Linked DNA regions of Mus musculus: region 1 is linked to region 2. The links are chromatin contacts, called in public HiChIP or PLAC-seq maps. All regions are on one chromosome and are shown on one strand. Each heading gives the region's core, a stretch centred on a gene start, on an enhancer-like site or on the middle of the called end of the contact. The rest is flanking DNA. Distances are from core to core; before and after follow the strand shown. Region 1 overlaps Gm38709 (a long non-coding RNA gene). Region 2 has its middle 71 kb from the start of Gm40207.

Region 1 (6,543 bases), core at 201-2,700, 270 kb after region 2:
ACAACAATCCTTGCATGCAACCCTGCTCTCCCTGAAGTTGTTTTCTGAAATAGTAGGCAGGGTGTAATTAATCCCATTAATTTGGCCAATCTAAACAGCCAACCTGGCACAAGAGTACTGCCCACTAAAACACTACACACTCTGAATTATCCAAGTAACTCTGTACATCCTATATATAGATTATTAATAAACAAAACTGAAATTTTCCACTCTACAAATCCTTTTGGATGATCTAGATAGTCTTTCTCAAAACAGAGAGCCATAGGACATGAGCATTCTCAAAGTACATTCATTCTGTGCTAGACACACTCAGAGCTAGTTCTCCACATTAAGAATTGAGACCCACTAGACACTTTAACTACCATCCTTTCTGCACAGAGACCACCTGAAGAATGTGTCCTCTCTCTTTAATAAACCTCACCACCTAGATGGAGCCCTGAAGTCACTGTGCAAAGAAAGATTATTTCCCTTCTGCATTTTTACAGAAGAGAAAAGAGAGGCCTTGGAAAGGGGAGACTTGTTCAGACCCAGACTTACACAGCATCCAGGACTTTGCTTCAGCTCACTGGGTTAGTCTTATGCCCACAAAGCTCATGCCCCTGAGACTAAAACACACTTTGAAAACAAAGTTTTAACAACTCCTCCTCCTCCTCCTCCTCCTCCTCCTCCTCCTCCTCCTCCTCCTCCTCCTCCTCCTCTTCCTTCTGTATCCAGATTATCTGTAAAAGAAAGTCTTACTGCTTTCTCCATTTCATATGTGTTCCTAGAATGTCTTCACCAGATGTTCACCCAGGAACTTTCCATTGCATTCTTCAACACTCAACTGCACTGAGAAACATCATTTTAGGTCTGACCTCAGTTAATGATACTCTTTTTTTCTTCTTTCTGCTTAAAAAAAAAAGAAAAGAAAAGAAGAGAGAGAGAGAGAGAGAGAGAGAGAGAGAGAAGTCTTACTCTGCCTACAGAAGAGCCAGTCTTTACAGACTGTTCCTTAACGCTGGATCCCCTCACATGATAGCTTTGTTCGGACCTTATTTTGCGCCAACTTGCATTATACGTCACTTGCCCACGCTGCAAACGATGAGGGTACTGGACTGGAGTGACAGGTTCTTTCGATTTTTTTCCCCTATATGCAAAGCTGAATCCTTCCACTTGATCCTGGCGCGCACGCGCGAGAGCACACACACACACACACACACACACACACACACACACACACACACACACACACACGTGTACTGTGCATGTGTGAGCGCCTATGGATCTGGGTGCGCGCACTTGTGATTTAAAGTGGCACAACGGAGGGTTGGACTGAAGCAGCAGTGAGTTATTTTGTGTGATAAATCAGCTTTATTGTCTCCAAGTCATACTTCCATTATTCACTGGAGCTGGACGGCGGCGGCGGACGTGCACTGCGGCAGAGCGCCCTGCAGCCCTGACTCCCGGCCACTGCGGCGGCGGAGCGGGGCGTGAGCTGCGATTGATTTTTCCAGATCGCGTCTCCTTCAGCATGGCTCGCCAAAGGGAATCCAGTTGACTGCGGGAGCTTTGCAGGATGCATGTGGATTGGGTTTAGTACCTGCACTTTAATTTTTTTTTTCTTTTGGGGGAGGAGCCGAGTTGTCGGTACTGGAAGGGAGATTTACTTTTTCCGTCTTAATTTTCTTTTACTCCCTTAAAGAAAGAAATAAAAGGAGAAAGAAAATGGCCACCAGGCCTTCTGAGTCCTGGGAAGGCCAAACCTTTGCAGACCAAAAGACCGTGCTGAGTAGGTGTGCCCCTCTTCCCCTCTCGCTGCCTTCTTGGCAGCTCAGTCGCGGAGAGAACCGGGCTTCCGCACTTGTGCGGAGCGTTTGTCCTCATTCGATTTATTCTGGCAAGTAGTTGCCATTTTTTCCCCTTTAGGAGTGATCCTTCTGTCTGGCTTTTGAAATAAAAATGTGCCCAGAATAGGCTTCGTCTGACTTCTGCTTAACAACCACTAGATGCGGAGAAGCGCGCTGAGGCAAACTCCTCACCAGATCTGGGGACAGCACTTAGTGGAGCAAGAGTGAGAGGGCTAATTAACTAATTACTAGCTGTGTCCTGAGGGCTGTGAATTCTTAAGCACATCCATTTAGAACACTGCTTTCACTTACTATTCCCCGATGTTCTCAACAGCCAAGCACAGGGTCACCCCAGCCTGATCATTTACATTTTAAAAGTGGGATCCCAACCACTTGGGGGACAGCTTTGACTCCCTATTTTAGATTCAGGACAAAACCTGCGTGGATTTTTCAGGCATGAGAAAAACGTTTCCAGTCCTGCAGAGTTACCCTTAATGTCCTGACTGGAGGTTTCTGCCACTTTTCCTGAAGCTACCTCCGGAGCAATGTCATTTGTCAAATTGGGAAGATAATTGTAGTGTGGATGTGTAGATGTGTAAGTAATGTCACGGATTGTATAATAACAACTTAAGCAACATGTCTCTGTTTAGACTGATGGAATTTTCCTGAAGTTTGTTTGTAGTTTGAAAGGGTTTAAGTGCCATGCAGACTACAAATGAGCGGCTTTGCACTGAGGAAGCCTGTCTGACCCAGCACTCTCTCTGGCACTGGCTCTCCAGGCCCACCTTAACATGCAGCCCCAACACATAGGTATAGAGGCTTAGAAATCTTGTTTTCCCTCACAGTGAGAGGAGACCCTGGGAAAGAGGAGGCCAAGCTGATGGCTCTCATTTACTTGACAAAGTCAGTTGGATTTCTCGGTAGCTAATACCTCTGTTTAAGGGGACTTGGGAAGGCAAATGAAACAATTCAACTGGTACTCAAGTCAAATACACAAGGGAACGGGAACGTGTGCTGGGGGGAGGTCTGAATATATAAAGAGTGTTAATAATCATTTTACAAAGCTATGCCCAGTAGAGCAATCTCTTCATTACAACCAAAATAGAGCTTTCTAACAAACAGCATGGTGGAAATAATACACATGAGTCTAATGATAATAAAAGAAATAACTATCAATTTTACTTACTAACATTTAAAACAGACAGTTATGTTTGGATCATGGCCTACGATAGATGGGCAGTGCACAATTCCCATGCTTCTGTGATCTGGAGAGACATGGGCATTTTAATTCTGGCATAAGAGGAGACACATACAAAGTTAACATCTAGGATCACAGAAAGCAATCCATCTAGACACTCAAGAAAGAAAGCCCTGTGGTCCAGGGCAGCTGCACCTCTATTATGTCTTCTCTGAAAGTCCCAGATTCCAAGGCTCCAGGCTGTATAGACTCTAACTTACAGCTCTGTGTTCCATACACACAAAATCGAATAAGAACACACAAGAAGAAAAGGCACAGGCACCAGAGAAGCCTTCAGTTTGTAAACGCTGCCCTGAAATGAAGTCAAACCTAGGGCTTTTACACTGTGTAGAAACAATTCACTACTATGAAGTTCCTAGCTAACCAGAAAATCTAGCTTTAAAAAAGTTTTTAAGGAGAAAAAGACACCCCCCCCAAAAAAAAAAACCCAACAACCTTTCTTACTGTGGAACAAGTCTAGCAAGAGTCACAGTGCACTGCTACTTGAAAGCTTTTGGTTAGGGAAAATGAGTGCACAGTTTCATGAGGTTAATAAACACTAGCCTGGAAATTAGAGTGTTTCTCGGTTGTTTTTATTTTTAAAGTAATATTTAAAAAAATTGTGCTCAGAAAGTCCTCCAATTTATCTTATGGGGACTGTTCTAACCACCAGTGAAATGTTTTCTAATTTTCAACATAGGTTCCAATTCCTATGTCAGACTTTGACTGTGAGAAAGAAAGGAGGCTACTACCATTGAACTTGCCATATACACTGAGGCAACTTATAGAACTGTGGCTATGGAGGGACATTTATCAAAGAAAAGTTTTGAGCACATTGAAATGACTAGAATGCTCTCATAACAACATCAAATCAATAAAGGCAACTGTAAAACTATAGGTCCTGGTTGGCTTTGAAAGAAAAAAAAATAAGGAAAAGGAGAATGAATTTCATAAACTCTTCAATACTTCTCCAATTAAAAACACCTAGCTTAGGAATCAATAGGTACCTCTGTAAATGTTATCTACTAAGAAAAACTTTATTCTGGACAAGCTACAAAAACTGCAAAAGCCCCAGGCAATAGTCTAAATGACACTTGATATTACAATATGCTTTGATTACTGAGAAGCTAAACATTTTAGAATGCTAGGAAAATTATAACATACTCTACAACATACACATTACATTTTCTATATTGTTCAGTAAGAGTTTCAACAGAGTATCACTAATAAAGTATTAGAAATGAAGAAAGAGTGGGGGAGGCATGTAACTAACAATTTGGAGCAATGTTATTTATATGTGTTCATGATCTAGAGAGGGTTACTCTGCTAGTAGCCTTGTGGTTGATAACATAACCCAACACCACCTGCCTCAAATTGTTTACTGTACGAATGAAGGTCACGCCTTCATTCCTGTCTGAATCCCCAAACCCTAATGTAACATTTGGCATATCAAGGACATTCAGTAAACATTTCCAAACTTGAGTTTATTTGATAGTTGTCTGCTGTAAAAAAAAAAATAATAATAATAGTGAATGTAAATTTTGGTAGTGGTCAGGACCAGTAGAAATGATTCCACAGTGGGTCAGCTAAGAACATTTTGTTTCTAGGACAGGAGAGATGGCTCAGCAGTTCAGAGTACTAGCTGGTCTTCCAGAGGACCTGGGTTTGATTCCTAGTATCCACATGGTGCTTCATGACCATCTCTAACTCCAGTCCCAAGGGATCCAATACTCTCTTCTGGCTTCTATTAGGCACCAGAAGCCCACATGGTGCTCAGCTACAAATGCAGGCAAAACACCCACATACATAAGAGAAATAAATGTTTATGGTGGCTGTCTCATAACAAGGTAAAAATGCCTTTGATAAATTGTCAATAGTAGATACCCTAGGATGACTAGCAAATGAATAGGAATATTATTAAAATCAGAAGCACACACCACCTCTTAGCTTCTATCAAAATCTACTCCCTTTTTCACTATACAGTTAATGCACATACCAAGCACATGAAAAACTTGAACTTTTCAAGTCTTACTCGGGCTTGCAGCAAAGCAGCCGTTGCAAATGTGCTGGTCACACTAAGGCCTCTTTGTAACTGGCTTTCCTCGTTCCCTTTTGATTTTCTTTCCTTGGTAAACACAAAGCAAATGCTATGCCAAATAACAAAATGTTCTGAAGGTAAATGCTGTCCTTTCCAGCCTCATTTCACTGATTAGATGAATCCTAATATCTGCAATACAGCAAGGACTTCTGAATGCTAAAACCTGGAGTATTTCCTCCAAAATAACTCATTTTTTAGAGAAAAAACCAAGTTGTTTCTTGGCCCGGTAAAACAGTGGCCTACAAGGATCACTAATTGTTTTCCTAGTTACAAAACTCTGTAGATGAAGAATATTTATAACTTTCAGAGTAAAGAGAGATGGAGCATATAAAAGGGGCAGGCAGTATCACTATCTAGTTCTGTAGTTTTATATACTATGCTATCTCTTTATTTACTTTTGAGATTGGAACTGAGTATCGACTCCACGCTGGCTGGCTGGAATGCTCTCTCTCTCTCTCTCTCTCTCTCTCTCTCTCTCTCTCTCTCTCTCTCTCATATCTCTGTCTCTCTCTCTCTCTGTCTCTGTCTCTCTGTCTCTCTCTCTCTCAACACTGGCCTCAAATTTTTGATCTTTCTGGATTAGTATTTAGGATTACAGGCAGCAGCACCACCCCTGGCTTTAACAGGAGACTATAAAAGTAAGTAAAGAATAAGTTACAACGTTAGAATGAAACTATCTAAATTAAGGAAAATTCCATTTAATGAATTACATATTTTTGCAATGTTTAATGTGTGTGTGTGTCTGTGTGTGTCCGTGTGTGTATACAGGGATAAAGATAGAGGACAGATGGATAGACAAACTATAGACAGAACTCAGGGCCTTGTTTATGCCTGGAGAGACATCTACCATTGAGCCACAACAATATTTCATTTTTAATGTAACAAAGGAATAGTAGTCTCCCATTAGAGTAGTTTATTCTAAATTGCTCTAGTATTAATGGTACTAAAATATTAGTTGATGAAGTAATGACTGAAAGGGCATATCTGCTTTACCAACCAGTAGTAACCTAAAGGCATTACCTCACCACCAGCCAGGTCAACCATTCATCAGAATAGTATTCACTTTAAGAGAAGAGGCAACTTTCCCACCACTGTGCAGAGACACCTTGGACAATGTAGCATTTTTTAACCAAGCTGTTTACTAAGTATCTTTTGCTTCAGATTAGCCTCTAGGTACAGTGCTCATCTACCTTCAAAGCCTACGGTTTGATCCCCAGAACCCCATAAACCCAACACAAGCCTATAATCCCAGCGGCATGAAAGTAGGTTTAGGAAGATAAAAAAAAAATTCAAGACGCTCATTGACTACATAGAAAGTTCAAGACTAGCCTGAAATATGTGAAATCTTGTTTACTATTTTTCATTTGTTGATAAAATTTAAA
Region 2 (7,407 bases), core at 1,718-4,217:
CCAGCTCTTCCCATCACCCTACATCTCTGCCTGCCTAGGTGTGATTTACAGCTAAATTTTGCCAGCTGAGCAGCCTTCTCTCTAGAGGTGAGGAGGCCCAGGCCCCAACAAGACAAGCAACTGCTTTTTGCTGCCCATTACCCTCCTCTCCATAGGTCTTCACCAATGAAATTACCTTGATTAATCACTGACTGTGCCATAGACCAAGCAAATCCATCAACTCCTGCTTGGGACACCCCATGCAGTGCCTGGTCATTGATAAGACTAGATGAAATTAGATCTTCAGTCTCATTGACTATTTCTATCTGTCAGTTCAATTTTCTCTCTTACAAAATACAAAAATTAATAGCTAACATTTGCCAAGATAATCACCGGGTGTCCAGACTTTTATAGATATCTATATGTACTAGCTCTGATTTTTAAAGTTGATTTTCTGTCATCCTGGTAACAGAATTCCAGGCAGGTTACAAAGGTCATCACGAAGCAGGAAGAGTTAATGAACCTCTGAAACCACTTCCCAATCCTCACACCAAAACTAAAGCAGATTTTAGGGGCTCCTCGTTAATAAATTTTAAGTAATTGAAATAAATCATGTGTTATCTCTAGTTTAAACTTGGAAAAGTTAGCTGAATAAAAAATTAATGTTCTGTTCAAATCCCTTAGCCACTAGGGATATCTCTTTTTAAAAGAAAAACAAGACAATAAACATATCTATAGTATTGACTGCAGAAGGAAACTTGAATGTCTATCACTTGATTTTCCCTCTTTCACACACACACACACACACACACACACACGCACACGCACACGCACACGCACACACTCTCATTTGCATGCATACACACATTTCTTATCTACCACCAAGCAAGTCTTACACTTGAATTCAGATCTTAGGCTTGGCTTCAGGACTCTTTACCAGACAAGTCATTTGCTGACACTATGATGTCACTTTTACTTTTACTATTTGATCCATTTCAAATTTATTTTGATGTACAGTATGAACAGGAATCCAAAATTACTGCCCAAATGGATATCTGATAATTGCTGTAAAAATATCTATTCACAAATCTCTCAGTTCACACACATGTACAGTGCTGTGAACTGGCCAGTTTACATGATGTATCATTTACCGTGTATTTGTAAGTTCTACAGGGGGGCTTTCTTCTCTGGTCCTTTGGTTTTACTTTTCAGCCAATGTTTTCTGTTTATTCAACAAGCAGGATATCTTTTAATATCTCCTAAAAAAAGCATTTTCCCTTTCTATGAATCTATTTATTCTCATTTACTTTTTAAAATATCATTTGGTGTTATATTAGGACTATGTGTGATTTAAAGACTAATAATAAAAAAACCTTTCCATTTATCTTAGAATGAGTCTTCCTATCAGCGAACTTCTTGTATAAATTTGTTCAGCTCTTCTTTCATGTAATCTCAGGAACATGAATGTATGTGTATGCTGTACACCTGTGCATATGTATGAAGTTGTGCTTGTACATATGTATAATGTATCATTATTATACTTTGCATATAATGTTGCATTAAACATTTGTCTTTTATTTCCATTGGACAATGATTATAGAGGTAGATGAATATAAAATAAAAGAACTATATTCATATATGAATGTATATTTGTTAACTACTATCTTCATAAAAATTTTCCTTTTCATTATGATGAAAGGTTCTTCAATTTGTTGCTGTTTTCATCTAGCTGATAACTCAGTTGAGTTTGAGTCTTAACTACGAGAATCTTTTAAGACTTGCAGTATTGACTTCATTGGGTGATCTTTAAGATGGCTTTAATTTGTACTATCCACTGAGCAAAATCCAACAGATATATTGGCAATAATTAAATGTTGCATGTTTGGTACTGACAATAAGAGAAAAGAATGAGGGAAGTATCCTTACTCTCTGTAATAATTACAACATCTAATACAGTGGTTCTCAACCCCTTTGGGGGTCGAAGGACCTTTTCACAGCGGTTGCCTAAGACCATCAGGAGGCTCAGATATTTACATAATGATTCATAACAGTAGCAAAAGTCGGAAGTAACAGCAGAAAAATTTTATGGTTGGGGGGGTCACCATAAAATGAGGAACTGTATAAAAGGGTTAAAACATTAGGAAGGTTGAGAACCACTGCTCTAACACAAATACATCACATGGTATACATTAAATGTGTAGATAGAGACCAAATATTTAGTGGGCATTAAGAAACATGACACAATGAAAGACACCATGTTGACTGACAGGATCTCGGAAACTGATATGAGGGGCTAGAAAGAACTTGGACTATGTTATACACTCACTTGTAATCTAATCTAGCTCTCCCCCCCCCAGTTTAATCCTAAAATTCAATACTTAATTCAGTTTCTTAATCTGTAAAATGGAACCATTATAGTGTCCAGTTTATGGTGAGTCTTAACTGGAGTACTCTGTGATTAACAAACATATTGTTTTTAAATATATTATCTTACATTTTTAATTATTATTTTAATAATATTATTTTTAAAGTTACTTTCTTCTCCTACCTCCTTTGTCTTTCATTCCCTGCCTTTATTAGGAAAATATATCTACTAAGTAAAGATCGCCTAATATAGAGAATAAAGCACATGCATAACCAGACACACACACACACACACAAGAGTACACACAAACACACACACACACACACACACACATACACACACACACACACACACACACACACACACACACTTTTTAAGAGTAGCCTTGGACTATGGTAGGATCTTAGAGTCAGGTTCTTACCCCCTATGTGACCATAATTCTGTCCTTTAAATCACTAAATATTTAGGGTTTTGTCTATAAAACAGAAGTCATAATACTATTTCATGAGTCCATTTACAGATAGTGACAATGCATATGAAGCGCCTGGGACAAAGCAGGGACAATATCCCCAGTGTCCTTGCTCCTTCCTGATAGCAGCACAGTGACAGCTGATATATGGAGTACCCACTGGTTGCCAAGAATGTCCCTTTTCAGTCAGCCCACTCACATAGAGGGGGACTTTGAGCTGTCTGGCCAAGACGTACGACGACAGGAAGCCCCATCCCGCTCTTTCTCCCCAGCCTCCAATTCTCTGGTCATGTGAACCCCTCACTGCAAAACTTAATCACATGCTGTCGTGTGCGGTTACTCAGCTTGCCGTGTTCTATCCTCCAAAGCTCCTTGTCCCACACTGTTCTTTTATCTCACAAAGCACCTCTTGTTGGATTGAGCCCAACGTCAGCAAGCAATTAAACGCTGTAAATCATATAATTTTAGGGTTGCGAGGTTACTGGGAGGTGTGATATATGAGTCACCTCAACTACAGTTGATTAAACTGTTTGAAAAACTCCACTGAAAGATTTCCTTTTCTACCACATCCTGTCCCACTAGGAAGTCCCTCTCACCCAGAACCTGCACTTGCTTCTTTCTCAACCTGAAACATGATTCCCCCATCCTTTCCCATTTTCAGCCCTATTACTATAATACTTGGCAAGTGACTTGCTGACCTCCAAGTCAGATTAGTACCACCTTGCAGTGTAGCATGATAGCCTCTCCACCCCTCCTGCACTGCCCTCACCACACCTAGCACTCACCAACTGTTGTGGTGATTTAAACAGCAAGCATCTCTCCAATTCCCTGACCTCTAAAATCCAAAAGCTAGGAATAAGTCTGTTTCTGCTCTTAGTATCACTAGCATCAGCCCCTCACTCTATACCTGGACCCTAGCACAGATGTAGGTTTTAATACAAATATGTTGAATTGATCCTTGCATGAATAAAATTATTGTTAAGTACTTCTGAATGTGGCTGCATTTTACTCTCTAACTGAATGGAGTCTCACCTCAGCCCAGCCACACAGTATTTATCTTTTCCCTACCTTGCAATTTCCTCTCCTTAACAGTAATATGTTATATCTAAGCATCTGGATGTGACCTGCCATCGGGAAGAAATTCAACTTTCCTTTTCTTTCTGGCCCAACTCACTCCTACCCTACTCCTGACATGCAAACTGGACACACAGCATGTTCAAAACCTCTCCCTCTCTCTCTCTCTCTCTCTCTCTCTCTCTCTCTCTCTCTCTCTCTCTCTCTCTCTCTCTCTCTCTCTCTCTCTGGCTTGCCAGCCAGGATCCATTTTCCTCAGTGACCACTGCCCTCAGGGTCCAGAAACACCCTTGCCCTTTGATGTTGTTAGATCTCAATAGCTGGCTCTTTCTGAGGCTCACTCATTAAATTTCCCCCAGAATACTGGTTTTTTTCCCCTTGATTGGACTATGTCACATGAAGACAGACACAGAAGGGGAGAGTTTTATTCCCATTTACCTTGGTGATTCTCAGAGTGCCCTTTATCCCATTTTCAGTTGTAGCATCAACCGCTATGCATTCCCTACATCCCCACACCAACACCCTGGGCACCTTCTGCACATTAATACTTCCATAAATATGTGATGAATGTGCGAAGTGAACCTTAAGGGAAAAGATATTGAAGGCATTGGGAGCTTTTATGTATATTATAAAGCTGTGATACATCAATTAGAGTGTCAATAAGCATCTTCCTCAGTAACATTCAATTGTGAAGTAACATAATTAATTCAAAATTAGACAATCAGTCAAGGTATGCATAATTTTCCATCAATCAAGACATGATTGCTTAGCTGTGATAAAGTTCAAAGGGGTGGGTAAAGCTTCTAATAGGGCTTACAATTGCATAGGGCAACTCAGGAATTAGAGAATTGTTGAAATGACCAGACAAGGCTGTTTAAATATCAGGTACAAAAGTAGCATCTGTATATTCTTCATTTCACTATAAATCTCTGGCAAAATTTTTTCTAGAGATGAGCAAATCTACTAGTTAGGTGCAATATTTCTATGTCTATCTCTGAAGGCTTCTCTCTCTCTCTCTCTCTCTCTCTCTCTCTCTCTCTCTCTCTCTCTCTCTCTCTCTCCCCTGGAGCACCCACATATATGCCCACATACATACATAAACTAGAGAGAGAATAAATAAGTAAGGAAGACAGATTAGATTGATAGATCAGGTCAACAAGTAGACAGATAGATAGACACATAGGTAGATAGATCGGTCGGTAGATAGATGGATAGGAAAATAAATATATTAAGTAGAGATAATATTTCTGAAATAAATTCAGTAGTCCCTTCATTTGTGGCCCTGGAAGAACAGAATGGAAACAGAAACACATGACAGGACTCGTTTAGCAGCTAATCCTAGGGTACAAGAGAGAATTTTGGAAGAGGTGATAAGGAAAAAGCAAAATGTATTCTTAATTATCTTCCCACCCACTCCAGTGTTCTTGTCTTCACTCATCAAACACTTGGTAAAGCATGGACTGAGTGCCTCACAGTGTCTTTACAGATGCAGGAAGGAGGATTCAAAGGCTACCTGCTCTCAAGGCTACACTCTGGGGTTCAGCTTGTCACTCTGGACATACTTCCTTTCTGGCACTTCCAATTACCTGTGTATCCTGACGTAGGGTTTTCCAGCTGCTCTCCCACCCTATTGTGGCCCTTCCAGAATCCCTACACGTCTATGTGAACATAGACATACTTCCTTTCTGGCACTTCCAATTACCTGTGTATCCTAGGGCTTTCCAGCTGCTCTCCCACCCTATTGTGGCCCTTCCAGAATCCCTACACTTCTACGTGAACAAACTTTTTCAGCGTTTTTCATAGAATCTTCATGATTTTTTTTAAATCTAAGAAGTTTGTTTTCTTCTTGTTGTTGTTATTGTTGTTGTTGTTGTTTGTTGTTGTTGTTGTTGTTACCATAAGTAATAATGGCACATCATGTGAGTTCAAAGCTTACCATCATCCTGCAGCAGGGGAGACTCTCTCCCACTTTCACTTTCAGTGCTGTCTGTACAAAGGCTCTCTTCAGTCAGAAAGAATTACTTCAAAGTGAGCAGGATGTCAATTGTCCTGCACATAGTAATTGAGAATGCCACCTGCAGAAAAGACCACTGCAATAAGGTGTGTTCAGGCCAAGAAGGCTACCTCTGGTGTCTGCTCCAACCATCAACACCCTGACTTCTATCTACCAGGAGTTTCATGGGACAACAAGCCCAGGCAGTTTAGAACTTAAAACACACACACACACACACACACACACACACACACACACCTTGGGATAAATTCTGACTTGACCTCCAAGTCCCCAGTTTACCTTGGCTGAGGCACTGCATCTCTCTATATCCATGTACCTCCTGTCAAAAACAGAACTAATACCTAACTTCTAGATGACTATTTTCCAAGAGATTTGCAGGTACATGGAAACCCATTGGCCCAACAATAAGACAGAAGTGTTCTGAGGGCTCTAAATTGAAGAAAGAAAGGGCTCAGAACTCAATGTCTTCCAGACAGGATGCTACCAAGGAATTCTCTGGAAACCGAGTTTGTGAAGTTCATGCCTTTACAGACAGGAAACAGTCTTGGGTCCATCTCATTTGTGCCAGCTCCTCTGCTTCACGTTGAAAGTTAGATGAGCTGGATGTGAGACTGCCCCTAGTCTTCTGCATCTAAGGCACAGAACTGGACCAGGATCATAGATATCCTGCCCTCTGCTCCCTCCCCTGCCTTTTTAAGATCTCTCGTAATAGAGCTGGACAACAGTTGGGCAGGGTTGGGAGCTCAGGCAACACTTTCCCACACCTGTTCAGAAGTGGTGTGACGACTCTATGCACTGCCTGGCATCTTCACACTCCTTCCCTGCTTTATCAGATCAAGAGCCTTTACCGGACTTACAGACAAAAAGCTTATGAAGCCCAGATCACAGATGAGGGTGTGGGGAGAGAGTAAAATGGATATACTTCTCCACCTTCAGATGCTCCTCTCACATAAGAGTAGAAAAGTATGTGACATCCTACTCCAAAAGACAAAAGCTATAGCACCGAGTGAACACTTTTTCTGACATTGAATCCCCTCAGCATTGATGTTTTGGGGATGGAGAGCAAATAATGGTGGCTTATCCCGCCCAGAAATTTGGGAAATTTAAGTCAGATGTTCAGGGAAGCCATTTTTCACCTTGGAGCCTCTTTAAAGAGGAATCCAGGTGGCTTTCAGCATGAAAGCCAAATTGTTGATAAAGGACAAGAGTTTGGGGGTCTTTTCTTGACACCAATCCATATTGCTTTAACAGAATTCAGGCACATTAAACTCAATAGTCCCTCCAAAACTGTTAATCTGCTCTCTGCTACTTCTGATGGTTAGAATTGACTGGGCAACTATCCCAAGAACAGTCCAAGGAGAGGAAAATGTTCTCCTGTCTTACCTAAATAAACTTTGACAAGAAAGTTGAGTCCCGGTTAGGGAATTAGATCTTTAGAAAATGGTAATATCCTGGAATTCCTTGCCAATTTTTTTGACCTACTTTAATTCTATTTTTATCTGTGAA

Evidence for each region. HiChIP or PLAC-seq counts read pairs in DNA pulled down with a chosen protein or histone mark.
Region 1: a contact with region 2 is called in an HNF4G HiChIP or PLAC-seq map of pancreatic cancer cells. The contact joins two enhancer-like sites. A contact is called at or near these places in 7 of 484 Hi-C or Micro-C datasets (the N1E-115 cell line, cranial neural crest, embryonic fibroblasts and 3 more) and 2 of 115 datasets of contacts at active chromatin or transcription factors (neural tube and pancreatic cancer cells).

The regions. Positions count from the first base shown.
Region 1 is chr4:97,756,266-97,762,808 of GRCm38.p6, forward strand. It overlaps Gm38709 (a long non-coding RNA gene), which reads right to left. Exons shown (of 5, transcript XR_003955232.1): 4 at 1-6,543. It also overlaps a transcript of Nfia not described here. Among named protein-coding and RNA genes, the nearest start is that of Gm38709, 18 kb to the right of the region's middle. Within about 2 kb of position 1,451, at least 230 of the 459 cell types and tissues checked have an H3K27ac peak or open chromatin away from gene starts, as enhancers often do. A contact at or near this core is called in pancreatic cancer cells, where this site is marked.
Region 2 is chr4:97,483,459-97,490,865 of GRCm38.p6, forward strand. No RefSeq gene overlaps it. Among named protein-coding and RNA genes, the nearest start is that of Gm40207, 71 kb to the left of the region's middle. Within about 2 kb of position 2,968, at least 23 of the 459 cell types and tissues checked have an H3K27ac peak or open chromatin away from gene starts, as enhancers often do. A contact at or near this core is called in pancreatic cancer cells, where this site is marked.